Regions from separate parts of the Mus musculus genome. Here regions 1, 2, 3 and 5 are each linked to region 4. A link is a contact called in public Hi-C and HiChIP or PLAC-seq data. All regions are on one chromosome and are shown on one strand. Each heading gives the region's core, a stretch centred on a gene start, on an enhancer-like site or on the middle of the called end of the contact. The rest is flanking DNA. Distances are from core to core; before and after follow the strand shown. Region 1 has its middle 210 kb from the start of Gm41333. Region 2 overlaps Pvt1 (Pvt1 oncogene). Region 3 overlaps Pvt1 (Pvt1 oncogene). Region 4 has its middle 60 kb from the start of 4930449C09Rik. Region 5 overlaps Pvt1 (Pvt1 oncogene).

Region 1 (2,700 bases), core at 156-2,655, 1.2 Mb before region 4:
TTTCCTACCATTCTCTCATTCTCTGACCCCAGTTTCATAGCCAGTCCAAAGAAGACTCAAGCATTGTCCTCTCTCTGGCCACAATACATGCTGAGGCATGGGACTATCAGTATTACACTCACATATGTTGGTCCCCTTTGCTGGCTGTAAGTCATCTCTATATTGTAAGCACACTGAATGATTCAACAAAGCAATCCCACAGACGCTATTTCTTATTTGAGTTAAGGTGCCTTTCACCTTAAAGCCATTAGTAAGCTTTTTGTGAAATCCCAGAGAAGGTCATATCCCTTTCAAATAAGCTTTTATTTTCACAGTATGCTGGGAGCAGGGAGCTGTGTGGGCCTGGCTATTGGGCAATGTTCAAACAGAAAGCTTCTGTGATGGATGGGCTGGAGATTGCCATCAAGTACAAGGAGTTGATAAACCAGTATTTTTACAGAAGCAAATACAAACTGTGGTTATCCAAGCAGATACATCCTGGTATTCCTTACTGTGTCTTCAACAGGACTTCCTTGGTGACTTTTTTTTTTCTTTTTGTCTTCTTAGAAATCACACACACACACACACACACACACACACACACACACACACACACACACAATTCTCCTGCCTTCAATTGTGGATTTCAGATTCAGAGGTTTGGGCTCAGAGCTGTGGCTCGCACAAATGCTGGATCCAAGACAGAGCTCTGTCTTTCTCATTGCTGAGCATAGTGCAAATTCAGTACAGAAGAGATTTGGGAGTCTGGGGGGAAGAAGATTCAAATCCTGACATTACCATCACAACTTCACACCAAGTTGCTCTGTTCTTTGGGGCCTTAGTTACCACCTTTTTGAACAGTCTCTTTTCCCAACCAGGATTTTGTAAAGAACTGAGAGCCATAAAAGGGGTTAATAAACAGACACTGGCATCTAATTAAAACCTAGTAAGTATAGGGTTCTTTTTGTCCCAGGCCTTGGGGAAGTTGAAGCAGAAAAGAAATGGGGAGAAAGTCTTTACTGAGGTTGCTCAAAGCTGCTGAGAGAGGACTTTTCATAGAAGCTGCTTTCTTTGTAACTATATATTTTTACCTTTTTTGGACGGAGATGTGGGCCAGTATTTCTTCTGTCTAGCTTTCCTTCTCCTCTTGCTCAGGTGTCTGAAACCACCAATTGTTCTTTTAATGAATGGGGTCACAGTGAGTCCCCTTACCACCACAGTGCTTCCTAAGGGCCCACCTCCATTTGTACCTAAACTTGACCTTCCTCTTGCTATTGCTCTTCAGTGACCAATTTCTAAATTCCAGGAACTCGGGGCTGTACTCTAAAGAGCAGCTTTTCTCACTTCTGGCTCTGGGCTTTGACCCACACAACACATCCTGTTAGAAAAAAAAAGTACCAAAAATGGTAATGACAGAGGCATGCACCTCCCCCTGTCTCCTCCCCCTGTCTCCTCCCCCATCCTGATAGTACCTCCAGGAGGTTGAACCTGTGAGGAGGGAGGCTTGCTATCTTTTCATGTGCTGTGAGGATCCTGTGTCTGTTTCTTTGCATTATGAATGCAATGCACATTGTACAAAAGTAAACTACTATGAGTAAAAGGTCTCTATCCCAGTCCTATCCTCAACCCCTGAATTCTGCCCCTGAGAATCAACCTGCTGTTGCACATTTATTGTGTCTGTCTATGGGATTCAATGTGTACATATTTGGTGGCATTTTGTTACTCAAAGTGTGGCATGGTGTCGCACCCGCCTCGTTCTATTGAGAGCACCATGCTCCATTAATCATTTTCCCATACCTCCCTCTTTCTAAACCAAGGGATAATCCTTAGGCATATGAACCTCTGGTTCATTCAAGGAGTTAGCTGAAGGGCATTAAAATTGCTTGAAAAGAAAAAAAAAGAGCAAATAAGCAAGACTGTAGCTCAGTGGCAGTGCTTGCCCAGCATACAGGTTAGCTCCTAGTTCCCTTCTCAGTACTGGGTTCAGCTCCCAGTACTGTCAAAAGACAGGGAGGTGGGGAAGAAAATGGAGAAGCAGTTAATACCCCTGATACCTATGTCCCTACATAATTTCCTTGGATTTAATTCTACATCCAGTGAGAAAATGGGAGGTTTGGAGGCATTGTGTTGTGATTCAAGTACACAAACACCTGGAATTCCTGGAATGTTCCTGCCTGTGTCTCTTGTCATTTTTGTAGAACTCTCCTTTGAAGATTGGGTGCAGAGGTCACTTCCTCTAGTCTTAAACCGTTCTAAACCAGCTCCAGCTGGGGAAATTCACTACTCACTTCTTGAGTATCAATGGTGGTTTCCAAGCTGCAGCTGTGCAAGCACCTCTTCCTCCACCGAGAGACTTGTGAACCCAGATTTCTGAACTACAACCTCTACTCCACCCCCACACACCCCCTTCCAGCCTCACCCCTCCAGAACTTACTACTCTAGAATTCTTAGTGAGCTCTGAGCATGTGCCTTCCTAGCAAGGGCCTGGTGGTGCCCCATCACTTGTCAGAAGCACACTTGGAGAGCCAGTTGCCTCCCTTGTGCCCTCTGCTGAGTTAAGCTTCCTCCCTACCACACCTCAAACATAGGGCATGGATTGGTTCTTTGAAATGCTCAACCACCCTTTCTTTCTTTTTAGTCCAACATCCATGTGAAGGCTGGGGTGATTAGCCCACATTTTCCCTTCATGATTTGGCAGAATTCCCAAAAACACTGTAGTAG
Region 2 (2,700 bases), core at 179-2,678, 1.4 Mb before region 4:
TAAAAATTCATGGAAGAGTGCACCTGAGTCTCCTTCACTCTCTGCAGTTGCAGGAGGCCTAGATAATAGCTTCCATAACTCCTCAGTGTGACTATCAAACATACAGCTTAATCTCAAATATGGACGTTGTCTGACAGGTCCATTCCTATTCCACTCTGCCGTGGGATAAGCTGAGGTCCCCAATGACATCAAGGTCACATGACAGTAGTAAAAGAGACTGAAATTAGAACCAGCCATCCACCCTGACCCATCTTAGTCCTTTTTTCCATAAGTGGCCCACCCACAACACTAAATTTATTTCTCCTTTCTTACTTTCCTCACTTTCAAGTGGACCAAAGAGAGATTCTACAAATGTGATAACTCAGGATGGTTTTGAGTCTGTTATTAATTAACCGCATCTTGTATCCTTCATGTATCTGAAGGATATCTGAAAGATGTCTTAGGTACGGCCACCCTAAGGAGCTGAAGTAGCTCCTAGAGATTGCCTAGCGAAGGGCTGGGTAACTTCTCTCTTCAGTTTTATTAGCTGTGGTTATTGAATTGGGACATCTTTATAAAATGAAATGCTATATAGCTATTTAAAAGAGTCAGCTGGAAAGAAAAGTATATGACTTATGCACATATTAATTAGTTGAATTTAGACTTCTACAATGTGCATATATATATAAAATATGCCATATTATATATACCATATACCAATTATATATACCATAAATATGTGTAATTTTTATTTGTCAATTAAAATTGTTCAATTGTAGTTACTAATGGATCTTGGAGGCAATGCAGAACATGGTTGAAATAATCACTCTAAAGAATAGCACCAATCTTAGCCATGATGACTTGGCTTTTTTAAAGGAGGGTATAAAATAGCAGAGTGTGAGGTTCACTTCCATCTCCTCCTTAACACACAGCCACGGTCCCCCACATCAGCCATTCAATCTACTGCAGACACGGTACCCCTGTCATGTTCTGTTATCTCTGTCTCTTCGCTGACCTGTCAGTCTTTCATGAAGTCTAGTCTAGCACTGCTTACAGATACAGTGAGATTACCAGGGCCAAGCCAGAATGGACATGTAATGGATTGTCCAGGGATACGAATGAATGAACAAATGAATGAACGAATGAATGAATCAATAGAGAAGAGAGAATTTTCCCGCAATTTCTTTCTACCTTCTACTCCTTGAGTGCATGAAGCCAGTATCTAAGTCCCACTCTCCTCTCTCCCTCTTCTGGTCCCATCCCTGCCCCCTTCCTCTCCTTGAGTATCTTGACTCAACAAGGCTTCCTCATCCTTCCCAGGCTTCAGAGAAATCAGGAGCGGTGAATGATCGAAATGGACCTTTGAGATTACAGTGTGGAGCTGACATTGCCAGTTAAGCCTGGGCAGATCTGACTTAATTGATTTAGTTGTTGGAGCAGAGACAACCCAGAGGCTTGGATCAGCCTCCCCATCTGACAGTGTGCTGGTGAGTCAGATCTGTTGGGGTTTGAGTCTGTGCTCTGGGTACGGCTGCCTGGGTGACCTTGGCTGTGTTACTCACCCTTGTTGAATCTCAATTTCCTGATCTGCAAAAGAAGACTTAAGTGCGGCTTTGGAGGTCCTGGTGAGGATGAGCCTTGATAACGCTGGTGCAAATGCCCTTTAGAGACAGCAGGAGGGTGAAAGTGCTTATTGTGTGTAGAGTAGAGGAGGTTGCTGTCATTTCTCAGGGAGGAATCCCAAGGCCAGGTCAGAAGAGGTTATAATTTGACTCTTGTTCTGTTCGATGCACTTCTCAAACTGCCCAGGGTTTGCAGCTTAAGCGCATAAATTATCCTGCTCCAGCAGACCCTGTGTTCTGTAGTGAGCCATATGTTGGAGGAGATAGAGATCCTTATCTAGCAGAGTAATATTACCCAGCAAGGGATGACATTTCTTATCAGAGGCTGAGGAGTCAGAGATAGGAGCTTTTCTTTTCAATGGCTGCCAGACCTCTATGTCCTGGGCTGGCACGGTGGGTGGTGGGAAGGGCTTGATGCCTAGGAGTGGACAGCTGATGCTGTTGCAGGCATCAGCTGGCCTTCATCTCTTATGACAACCAGGCCTGCTAGGCTTGCCTTGTCAGAAGTGGGTCCTTTAGAGATTTTTGCATGTGGATGCTCTGATAGCGACTAGGCAGAGGGGAGTGAGAAAGGAAGAGGGGAACCTCATAATGGTGCAGGCCAACATTGGGTGGAGGCGGAGCCCCAGCCTGTGTCAGGCTCCCCTTTCTAGGAGCACAGGCAATCCCCTGCTGCATGGACAAAGCCTGGCTTTCTATGCAATGGCTCTGTAGGGTAGGGTATCTCTGTTCCTACTAAAACCAAGCTGTTGGAACGCTTCTATGCTCCTCCCAAGTCAGCTTCCTAGAGGCTCTGTGCCTTGTGCTCTGTCCTGGAAGTTGAGTTGTATGGATGCATCCACAGGGTGACTGAACTGTGAAATGCTCAGCTTCTATCGGGAGGACAGACCTGGAGTTTGTTCTCCCTCTGACACACTGCTGGTACTTTCCTAATTCAGACAGTATCTACACAGAAGGTCTACACAGAACGTGCCATCCCTGTGTTACTTGCCAAGTGGTCCCCTTAAAGCCTCAGTTTCTTTGTCTATAGCAGGATGAAGTGATGTCAGATCTTTCTATCTCTCCCATGACTAGTTTTGAGGGTCTCAATTTCAAGGCC
Region 3 (2,741 bases), core at 113-2,612, 1.5 Mb before region 4:
ACAGTCAAAGTAGACTCTGGCAAGAACCCTAGTATAATAAGACATGATTTTAGAAAAATCATCACTATTTCCAAGGCTGGGCAGCAAGGATTTCTTTTGACTGCTGGATAGATTGACAGGAATTCAAAAAGAGACTGTAGTTCCACTAAGCTAATGTTCTAAGCACACGTGGAAGCAGGGGAGATGTCATTGGACTTACTGTTGACCCAGCTTCCCAGTTTGTGACTACTGTATGCCTTGTATGTCCTGGCTCAAATTGGTGTATCCATGGCAGGGACTTGAGTTGATTATTTTTACCCCGCAGACAGGGTAGTGCTGACCTCGAACTCTCAATCCTTTTCCCCAAGTGTCTGGATTACAAATGTTTGTCTACACACCCAAACAAATTTTAATGATACAAGAATTATCCCCGTGGCCATTGGAGTCCATTGTTAGGACGCTGTTCCTCCAATGTATCGCCACATATCAACTCTCTATGATATGAACCAGGAGGGCTGTTCAAATTGCATCTCTTCTCAGTTAATGCCGGGCTGGTCTGCACTGTATCCCTCCCAAGACTTGTAGCCAGATAGGACTGCAAGGCGGCAGCGGGTTTGTTCATTCGGTTTCTGTTTTACAAACTGAAGTTGACAACATCCCCGGCACTTGCGTGGTGAGTCATCTGATAAAGGTCGCCTTGGTCGCTGGTTACCTTCTCTACTCAAGAATAGAGTCACAGGTGGCTTTGATGGCTAGTTTCCAGAACCATTGATGGCTCTTCTTAATTAACGTGCAAGTGGGCCTCCTCTGACATTTAGAGAGTCAGTGGTTACCTTTCAGAAAGTACTACTGGGTTTCCTCTGGGCCAGGCGCCTTGCCTTCCACCTGTGGTTTTACAAGGTATTACCATGGACTGTTCTGAGCCACGCACTGCACCTAGGCCAGAGAGGTGTGAGGGAAGCCGGGCTACAGCCACACTGCCTTTCATTAGCTCACTGGCTCTCATGTCCAAAGTAGAAACAAGGTCCAGCTCTGAGAGGGTTTTGTCTGCCATGCTGACTCTAGAAACGTGCTCAAAAGAGAGATAGACCACTTCTTTGTCCCCCTTTCTACCCTGCTTTGTTACGAAATGCAGATAATCATTGCCCTTTAAGTACAAGATTGTTCTTAACATTATCCCTGGCTTACACATTGCTGGCACATACTGAGGTTTCCATAATTACCTATGCACCTAAGCATTCAAGTGCGTTGCCTTGGAGTTAGGATTTCTTTCTTTCTTGCTTGCTTTTTTTTCCCCCCATTCTGTTTTACTGGTATGACTCATTCACTCATTTGACTCCATTCAGTAAATGAATACATCCTGAGACTCTGTTAAACACTAGAGTCCTTCCAATGAGCAGCCCTGTTTACCCTTTCAGACTTCTGGGAAATGTGGAGGCGATGATCAGTGGAGAGCCAGCTGGTCCTGAAACCTTCAGGAAAGCATCTGGGCCTGAAAGCAATATTACATTGTATTCGTAAGGTGAAAAGCGCTATCTTTTCCACCCATGCCTCCCAAGGCTGAGTGTACTACCATCTAAACCAACAGGCTTCATATACAGAATGTGACTAGGTTTTCTCTAGGAGGTTGTCTTCTTTAAGCAACATATTAAAGCTCTTGAACAAGAGCCAGACACGTGGTACACACCTGTAATCCCAGCACTTGGGAGGCAGAGGCACTCAGAGCTCTGAGCTTGAGGCCAGTCTGGTCTAAAGAGAGAATTCTAGGACAGCCAGGGCTACATGGTGAGACTCTATTTAGAAGAAGAAAAATGTTCTTTATCAAGTTCACATTTTAGAATCTTTCTGATTGGTGCTGAATACTGACCCCCCTCCACCTGATTTAGAATTGCCCAAGAAGTTCATTATTTTGTGATATCCTCAGACTCTCATTAGTGCTAGAAGATGACTAATTTGAAGTGGGGAAGTGTTTTCTGAAGTGTCCCTCTCTGCAACTCTGCCCTTAATGTCAAATCAAGCAGTTATTTCTGATAAGTTCTTTAGCTTCTCTGAAGCAGCCCAGCTATGGCTGGTTGTGGGTGGCGCTGATAATGACTGAACAGACAACACAAATGAGGTGGGGTTGGCCTTTTCAGCCATTTTACAGGAATGAGGGGGTTGGGTAGTGGCTCCATTAGTAAAACGCTTGCTTTACTGTGTAAGCAACTAAGGGCTGGGAGGTGGAACTCTTAAAGGCTTGCTGGCCAGCCAGTTTAATCAAACCAATGAACTCTAGATTCAATGAGAGACTCTATCGTAATAAGTAAGACAGAAAGAAATTGAGAAACCACCCGATAGTAACCTGGGGCCTCCCCAAACACAGGAGCACATGTCATACACACACATGAACACATACACCGCAAACTGAAAAAAGGATCCATTTTTCTTTAATACTCAATGCAATAAGAAAGCTTTGAGAATGTTTAGAGATTTCTATGACCACTGAAAATATAGTTCTAGAAAGACAGAGATGACCAAGAGAGACAGGAACCTGGGCAGTACAGCTGCTATTTGAATGCTTTGTTCTTCTCAGGGTATTTTGCCCTGAATGTTCTTTCTGGATTTTGAGCACTTGAGCTCTTGGCATGCCAGCAGTTGGGCCTTCTGGAAAGATCATAGACTCTGAAAACTGTCTAAGAATCTGATAGCCATCAATACATTTCCAGCAACATTCCCTTGTTATAATTAATTGACCATGTGAGTTTCAGTCTTCAAATCCAATG
Region 4 (2,820 bases), core at 106-2,605:
TTGGGTTTAGAACTCTGGTCATCAGTCTTGGCACCAAGGGTCCTTACCTACTGACCCATCTTACCATCCCTTGAATCTAAAATAAGCCAAAATAATTTCACAGCAAAAGCATGTCCCATGCAGCATCAAGACAGATGTGTTTGTTATATTATACATGTGATTATTTTTTCCTTTTTTTATCATTTCCAAATCTTTTTAATTAGGTATTTTCTTCATTTACATTTCATATGCTATCCCAAAAGTCCCCCATACCCTTCCTCCCACTCCCTTACCCACCCACTCCCACTTCTTGGCCCCTGTGCTGGGGCATATAAATTTTGCAAGACCAAGGGGTCTCTCTTCCCAATGATGGCCGACTAGGCCATCTTCTGCTACGTATGCAGCTAGAGACAAGAGCTCCGGGGGTACTGGTTAGTTCATATTGTTGTTCCTCACATTTAACTGCATATCCTGGAGGAACAGGCAGCCAGAACCGTGTGAGATAGAGCCACATAGGTGAAAGGCAAAAACATCTTGTTTGGTGGTCAGCTCTAGTGGGGGTAGTACTACTACCACTGACCTAGATAGGGCAGGTGCAGCACTAAGACCTGGCATCTGATCCAGCCCAGCCCTGCAATGGGACTCACAGGACCATCATCTTTTAAAGCCTCCGTATCTAACTTCTAGGATGGTGACTGATGTCAATCAGTTATTGGGGCCCAGAGACATGACACCCAGCCACCACATTCTTGAAGTGACAAAGTGTTAGAAACAAGATCTGAGTAAGCCCAGTTAGCCTCTGTCTTTCGGCAGAGTCAACTTCATAAGGTTCCTCTGGGGACTCTTCATCATGATACCTGGTATCCATTCCACAAGGAGATGGAAAGCCATGGCTTTGTGCTAATTCCTGAAACGGCTTCCTGACACCATGCTGCAAGAAGGAGGTGTCCACAGGAGCAGAAGACGACTAGCCCATGTTGCCTTTCATTGCATCTAGAGTATCTAGGTGGCATGAGGCTTTCCTGTCAGGGCCCTGCCCCTTCTCCGGTCCCTCTGGATAGTTAACCCCTGGACATAAGCTTGAATAACCTGTGACCTCACATGTGGTCCACTCCAAGGACCACTTTTGGCTCCATCTCTCTTGGGACCTAGCCAGAAGTGGTTTGTGGAAAGACAAGAGGGTTGGACAAGTGTGAATGGAGGCCGCCCTCCAATGGTCACACCCGAGCCCACCCCCACCCCAGCCTCAATTCAGTTAAAGATTGCAGGAAGTGGTTTGTCCGTTTAGAAGTCATCGCAGCCCTGAGGCCCTTCTGAGAAATGAACTTGCAGTTCTCTAAAGATAGATTGTGCAAAACAGAAGGGGGTAAGCCCCCAAGGACCCTCCAACAGCAGCTCTCTGGAGACTGTAGAAATCGCCTTGGGGGCCTCCAGGCCCACCCCACTCCTTTAGAGCAGCTGTCATCCCCGAATGGTCCAAATCAACACCTCACTCTTGTGCAAAGCTCAGGTTTCTGAATATCTAGCTAGCCAATTTTGTTCTGAGGAGGCGGCAGCGGCTTTTAAAGGGGGGCAGGGGTGGGGAGTAGTTGAAGACTGTGGGGGGAGGGTTCTCAGTTGTTCCTGTCACTCATTTTCCATGCATTCCAACTGTAATTTCAAACGACCTCTGGGTTGTCTGAAACCATGTGATTTGACACGAGGTTAACCGAGAGTTTAGGCCCCGCGCCAAACATCACGGTTTTCACACCCAAAACAGGTGATGGGATCCAGGAGAGTGAGGTGAAGTGAAGGAGGAGACATAGCCCCCTGATAGAGAGATTAATGAGGAAGTAAGTGTTTGGTTTAGCCTGTATGTAGTGTGAGAATACAGAGGCGATTCGCTCAGAAATTGAAATTTTCTAGCAATCAGATAGGGCTGGCCTTGTCATATTGCTATCTTATTGTGGACAATGAGTTATTAGGTAGTTGCTTCTAGAAAGGGGGTAAATATATCAAGAAAGCTAAAAAGGCTGGCGCCAGCCATGTTCCCGGTCTATTATTTTAACCCCTCTGCTCAAAACTGTTCCTCTTCTTAAAAGTCCCTCTGTGTTTCTTCCTGGATTGTGAGTTTTCTCAGTGCTGGGTATACAGAGCTCAGTGCCTAGGGTGGGAGTAGAGAAACGATGGACAGAGATTATTTACTGATTGCAAAGCATGAGTCTGCAAAGGAGTCTTCAAAGTTGCCTGGAGAGCAGGGAACTGGGAATTTGAACCTTCTGGAGTAGACGGCAGCTGAGCTAGGTTTAGAAAGGCAAATTCACCAGGCAAAGTGGATAAGGCTGCTTCTACTGTAAGCATCCAACCCACCAAAAGGCCTAACATAGTCCAAATGAGCTCTGTAGTTACTCGGAAGCAAAGAATGTGGGCCACACTGGGATCGGAGACACCTAAAGCATTTGGCAATGAGATTCCAGTGGACAAAGATCTAACTCCGAGTTCCCCATACCCAAGTAGGCTGTGTGAATCCACCCAGAACCCTGTGGGAAGCAGACACCATGCTGGGTTCTTGGGAGCTTGAGTCCCACCAATCAAATTCCTTCGGCCAAAGCATCAGCATCATTGACCACCCTGCCCCCTGGAGTTCATGACTATTTACTCCATCTTGCCCATCCCAAAGCCCAACCCCAAGCAACCACCTGAAACCACAGGACATGCTGTAAATCTCAGCTGCCTCCTATCTGCCTCCTGCCTACCTCCCAAGGTACCAGCCATTGAAGCCTACAGCTGCTCCAGCTCACTCAGCCCTGACAGTTCATACCCTCAGACACCCCCCCGTTTCTGTCTGCAGCAGTGGTTCTC
Region 5 (2,713 bases), core at 55-2,554, 1.5 Mb before region 4:
CTAATGGCCTAGGACTTAGGCACACACTGCAACAAACATGAAGATCTGAACCTTTTTCATAGCTCCTGCTCATTAGTCATAGTTGTGAGCCTTGAATCCCATACTCTTGTCGATGCATTGTTTCCTCATCTATAGGGATGTTACCTGCCTTACTAGAGCTTTTATGTGATAACACAGAGCCTTGAGAATCCATCATTAAAAACAAAACAAAACAAAAACCCAAATAAACAAAGTAAAAAAACAAACAAAACAAAACAAAAACAAATAAAAAACTACCCTCGTTGGCCTGTAACTTTCCATCTAACCCAGGCTAGCCTGAATTACTAATCGTCATATCTCAGTTGCCTGAATGCTGGGGTTACAGGCCTGGGCCACCACAGATGGGTCATGAGATCCTGCATCTTACATGCTGAATTTTTCTCTGAGGCAGGTATCAGTGTGTAGGTTAATAAGCAGGATGCTTACTCTGGAGTACATTGGGATCAACAATTGTGAAACGCATGGAAGGAATCAGGATTGGAAGGAGCCATCAAGCTGTGAAGGTGTCTGAGCATAGCATAGCCTCAGAGAGAGCTCTGCATAGACCACACTAGAATGCTCTTTGAGAACTGTCCTGAATTGTGGTGGCATGACGGTTGATCAGTGACAATGTAGCTTTGCCTGGAAGGATACTTGAGTCTGACCCTGTTCAGCTAAAGTTGTCTCCAAAGAAGCTGGCAGCTGAGTGTCAGTTGGTTGTACCAAGCAACTGTTTTTAATGATGGATGCATGGTACCTAGCACAAAATAAGCAATCAGTATTTAGGGAATGTTTTCACCCAAGCACTATTCATTCAGCAAGTGGTTACTATTTGGACAATGTTCTACTACTGAGCTCCTTATACGAGTCGTGCACCATGGCTACAAATAGGAAGTTTATAATATGAGGTAGGTTCAACACTGGCTTCCTGGAAGAGTAGACCTGGAGATGTGACTTCCTGGATCATGGGCCCTGGGACTCGGTATTTCCTTGTCTTTCTAGAAGATCATTTCTTGAGATGAGGTGCGAGGTGTCTCAGGGGTGGGACTCTCCATCACGGCCCACCTGATGGTGCACCTGTGCACCACGGGAAACTCCCTGCTAAACTTACATTAACTGTTTGAATTCCCAGTAGCTTGGAACTTCCCCAGGGGTCCCATTGGCTCTGTGACTTTCCATCACTTAAGTAATTGGAGGATGGAGCCGAATGGAAATAATCTATACGCTTTCTTCTGTGAGTCACCAAAAACTACAGCCCAGAGTGTGTGTAACTGCTTGACTTACTTTTCCTGTATGCAAATGAGCTGTCATTACAGTTCAGTAAGTAGAGACTCTACAGAGTGAACATGAGACCATTATAGTTTCTATTTGAAAAAGACAGAGATAGCTTGGTACAACTGTCTGCCTTGGCAAGAGCCCTTGGTAGAAAGTGCTTTTGGGTTGGGACCTTACAACTCTTTGGGAAGTGTTTGTTGGTACACTCTGGCCCCATTTTCCAGCTCTTGCCTTGACCAAGACATAGCAGGAAGTAGATGATCTCTAGTGTGGGGTAGGTTGTTTTTATCTCCACAAGTCACCCAGGTGATCAGAGAAGCTTTCCGGAAAGCAATGGCTTTGATGTTCTGGGTGACAAGCTGTGAGTGTGCGGCAGGAAAGGAGGGTTTTGAGGTTGGAGAAATGAAACTACTTTGGGTGGTGACTTCATCACTTGACACCCCTATGGTAGGAAGGTTCTTATAAAAGAAAGGTGAATGCAAGGGTAGGTATGAAAAGGAAAGTTTGAGGTGGACAACAGTGAGATGACGGGCTTCTCATGGTTCAGGGAAATCTACCGGCACCATCGACCTTCTAGGACCCTTCTTCCTCCCACACTTCACCGAATCCTCAGTTTCACCAGTGACCATGTTTACACCTGTTATCTGCTCCATTCTTCGCACATGATGTTACCCTGACCCCATGTGTGCCTACTGCTCAGGGAGCTTGGCTTAGAAACCAGAGTTCTTGGGACAAATAGCCTTTCTCCATAGAATCATAGTGGCCCTCACTGACCTGAGAGCATCCCGTCTTCCAGTTCCCAGTTTGTAGAAGCTATACCTTCCCCTACCCCTCCGAGCTTCTCCTCTGTGGAGCCCCAATGTTCTGTTCATGGCTCTTCTGAGCCTTGGCTTCTTAAGCCCTAACTGGGACTGATAGCAGTCCCTGCCATTCTCTTTAGGTCACCGCTGTGCAGAGGAAAGGCTTCACACACTGCCTGAGTTGCATTTCTTGAGGGTGTTTTTCCTCGATGGCTTTTTTTTTTTTTTTTTAGCTGTGCTGGGGAGTCAAGGATATATGACCTCACCAATTAGTGATCAAATCTTTGACACCCTTAGGTGTTACCCAGGATACTAGTTTAGCCATTTGGAACCAGGTGTGTCTAACCTGTGGCCAATAGGCCACTTGAGTCTTACGATAGCTGTTAATGCAGTTCACTACTTTCATAGATGACACTATCATATCGCAATAGCAAAAGGTTGGACAGCTCTGTAAGATTTAGCCCATCTATCTTCTGAAAACAGGAATATGTGCAAGGAATGAGTGACTGCTGTGTGCCAGGGAAGAAACATGATGCTGCGTGGGACTGATTACTGCTTCGTGCTCAGTGCTGGCTCACACAGTAATGTGTTCATTTCTTTGGTGTTTTGTTGTTGTTGTT

The links. HiChIP or PLAC-seq counts read pairs in DNA pulled down with a chosen protein or histone mark. A called contact is a pair of places that touch in the nucleus more often than the background predicts.
Region 1: a contact with region 4 is called in a Hi-C map of Th1 cells, with 4 times the contacts expected there. The contact joins two enhancer-like sites. A contact is called at or near these places in 3 of 484 Hi-C or Micro-C datasets (the N1E-115 cell line, Th1 cells and bone marrow-derived macrophages) and 4 of 115 datasets of contacts at active chromatin or transcription factors (T-cell acute lymphoblastic leukemia, acute myeloid leukemia, embryonic stem cells and 1 more).
Region 2: a Hi-C map of the G1E-ER4 cell line shows a contact between it and region 4, with 6 times the contacts expected there. The contact joins two enhancer-like sites. A contact is called at or near these places in 9 of 484 Hi-C or Micro-C datasets (the G1E-ER4 cell line, the N1E-115 cell line, bone marrow-derived macrophages and 3 more) and 5 of 115 datasets of contacts at active chromatin or transcription factors (acute myeloid leukemia, embryonic stem cells, large pre-B cells and 2 more).
Region 3: a contact with region 4 is called in a BATF HiChIP or PLAC-seq map of CD8 T cells, with 5 read pairs. The contact joins two enhancer-like sites. A contact is called at or near these places in 1 of 15 datasets of contacts at CTCF or cohesin (the NIH/3T3 cell line), 4 of 484 Hi-C or Micro-C datasets (the G1E-ER4 cell line, Th1 cells, Th2 cells and 1 more) and 4 of 115 datasets of contacts at active chromatin or transcription factors (CD8 T cells, embryonic stem cells, large pre-B cells and 1 more).
Region 5: a contact with region 4 is called in a RAD21 HiChIP or PLAC-seq map of pro-B cells, with 13 times the contacts expected there. The contact joins two enhancer-like sites. A contact is called at or near these places in 3 of 15 datasets of contacts at CTCF or cohesin (the G1E-ER4 cell line, large pre-B cells and pro-B cells), 8 of 484 Hi-C or Micro-C datasets (the G1E-ER4 cell line, cerebellum, embryonic fibroblasts and 2 more), 9 of 115 datasets of contacts at active chromatin or transcription factors (CD8 T cells, T-cell acute lymphoblastic leukemia, acute myeloid leukemia and 6 more) and 1 of 9 other capture datasets (embryonic stem cells).

Annotation. Positions count from the first base shown.
Region 1 is chr15:62,455,891-62,458,590 of GRCm38.p6, forward strand. No RefSeq gene overlaps it. Among named protein-coding and RNA genes, the nearest start is that of Gm41333, 210 kb to the right of the region's middle. Within about 2 kb of position 1,406, at least 34 of the 459 cell types and tissues checked have an H3K27ac peak or open chromatin away from gene starts, as enhancers often do. A contact at or near this core is called in Th1 cells, where this site is marked.
Region 2 is chr15:62,221,438-62,224,137 of GRCm38.p6, forward strand. All of the region lies in intron 2 of Pvt1 (Pvt1 oncogene), which reads left to right. Among named protein-coding and RNA genes, the nearest start is that of Pvt1, 180 kb to the left of the region's middle. Within about 2 kb of position 1,429, at least 62 of the 459 cell types and tissues checked have an H3K27ac peak or open chromatin away from gene starts, as enhancers often do. A contact at or near this core is called in the G1E-ER4 cell line, where this site is marked.
Region 3 is chr15:62,189,114-62,191,854 of GRCm38.p6, forward strand. All of the region lies in intron 2 of Pvt1 (Pvt1 oncogene), which reads left to right. Among named protein-coding and RNA genes, the nearest start is that of Pvt1, 150 kb to the left of the region's middle. Within about 2 kb of position 1,363, at least 53 of the 459 cell types and tissues checked have an H3K27ac peak or open chromatin away from gene starts, as enhancers often do. A contact at or near this core is called in CD8 T cells, the G1E-ER4 cell line, Th1 cells and 1 more, where this site is marked.
Region 4 is chr15:63,656,841-63,659,660 of GRCm38.p6, forward strand. No RefSeq gene overlaps it. Among named protein-coding and RNA genes, the nearest start is that of 4930449C09Rik, 60 kb to the right of the region's middle. Within about 2 kb of position 1,356, at least 58 of the 459 cell types and tissues checked have an H3K27ac peak or open chromatin away from gene starts, as enhancers often do. A contact at or near this core is called in CD8 T cells, the G1E-ER4 cell line, Th1 cells and 3 more, where this site is marked.
Region 5 is chr15:62,168,182-62,170,894 of GRCm38.p6, forward strand. All of the region lies in intron 1 of Pvt1 (Pvt1 oncogene), which reads left to right. Among named protein-coding and RNA genes, the nearest start is that of Pvt1, 130 kb to the left of the region's middle. Within about 2 kb of position 1,305, at least 65 of the 459 cell types and tissues checked have an H3K27ac peak or open chromatin away from gene starts, as enhancers often do. A contact at or near this core is called in CD8 T cells, memory CD8 T cells and pro-B cells, where this site is marked.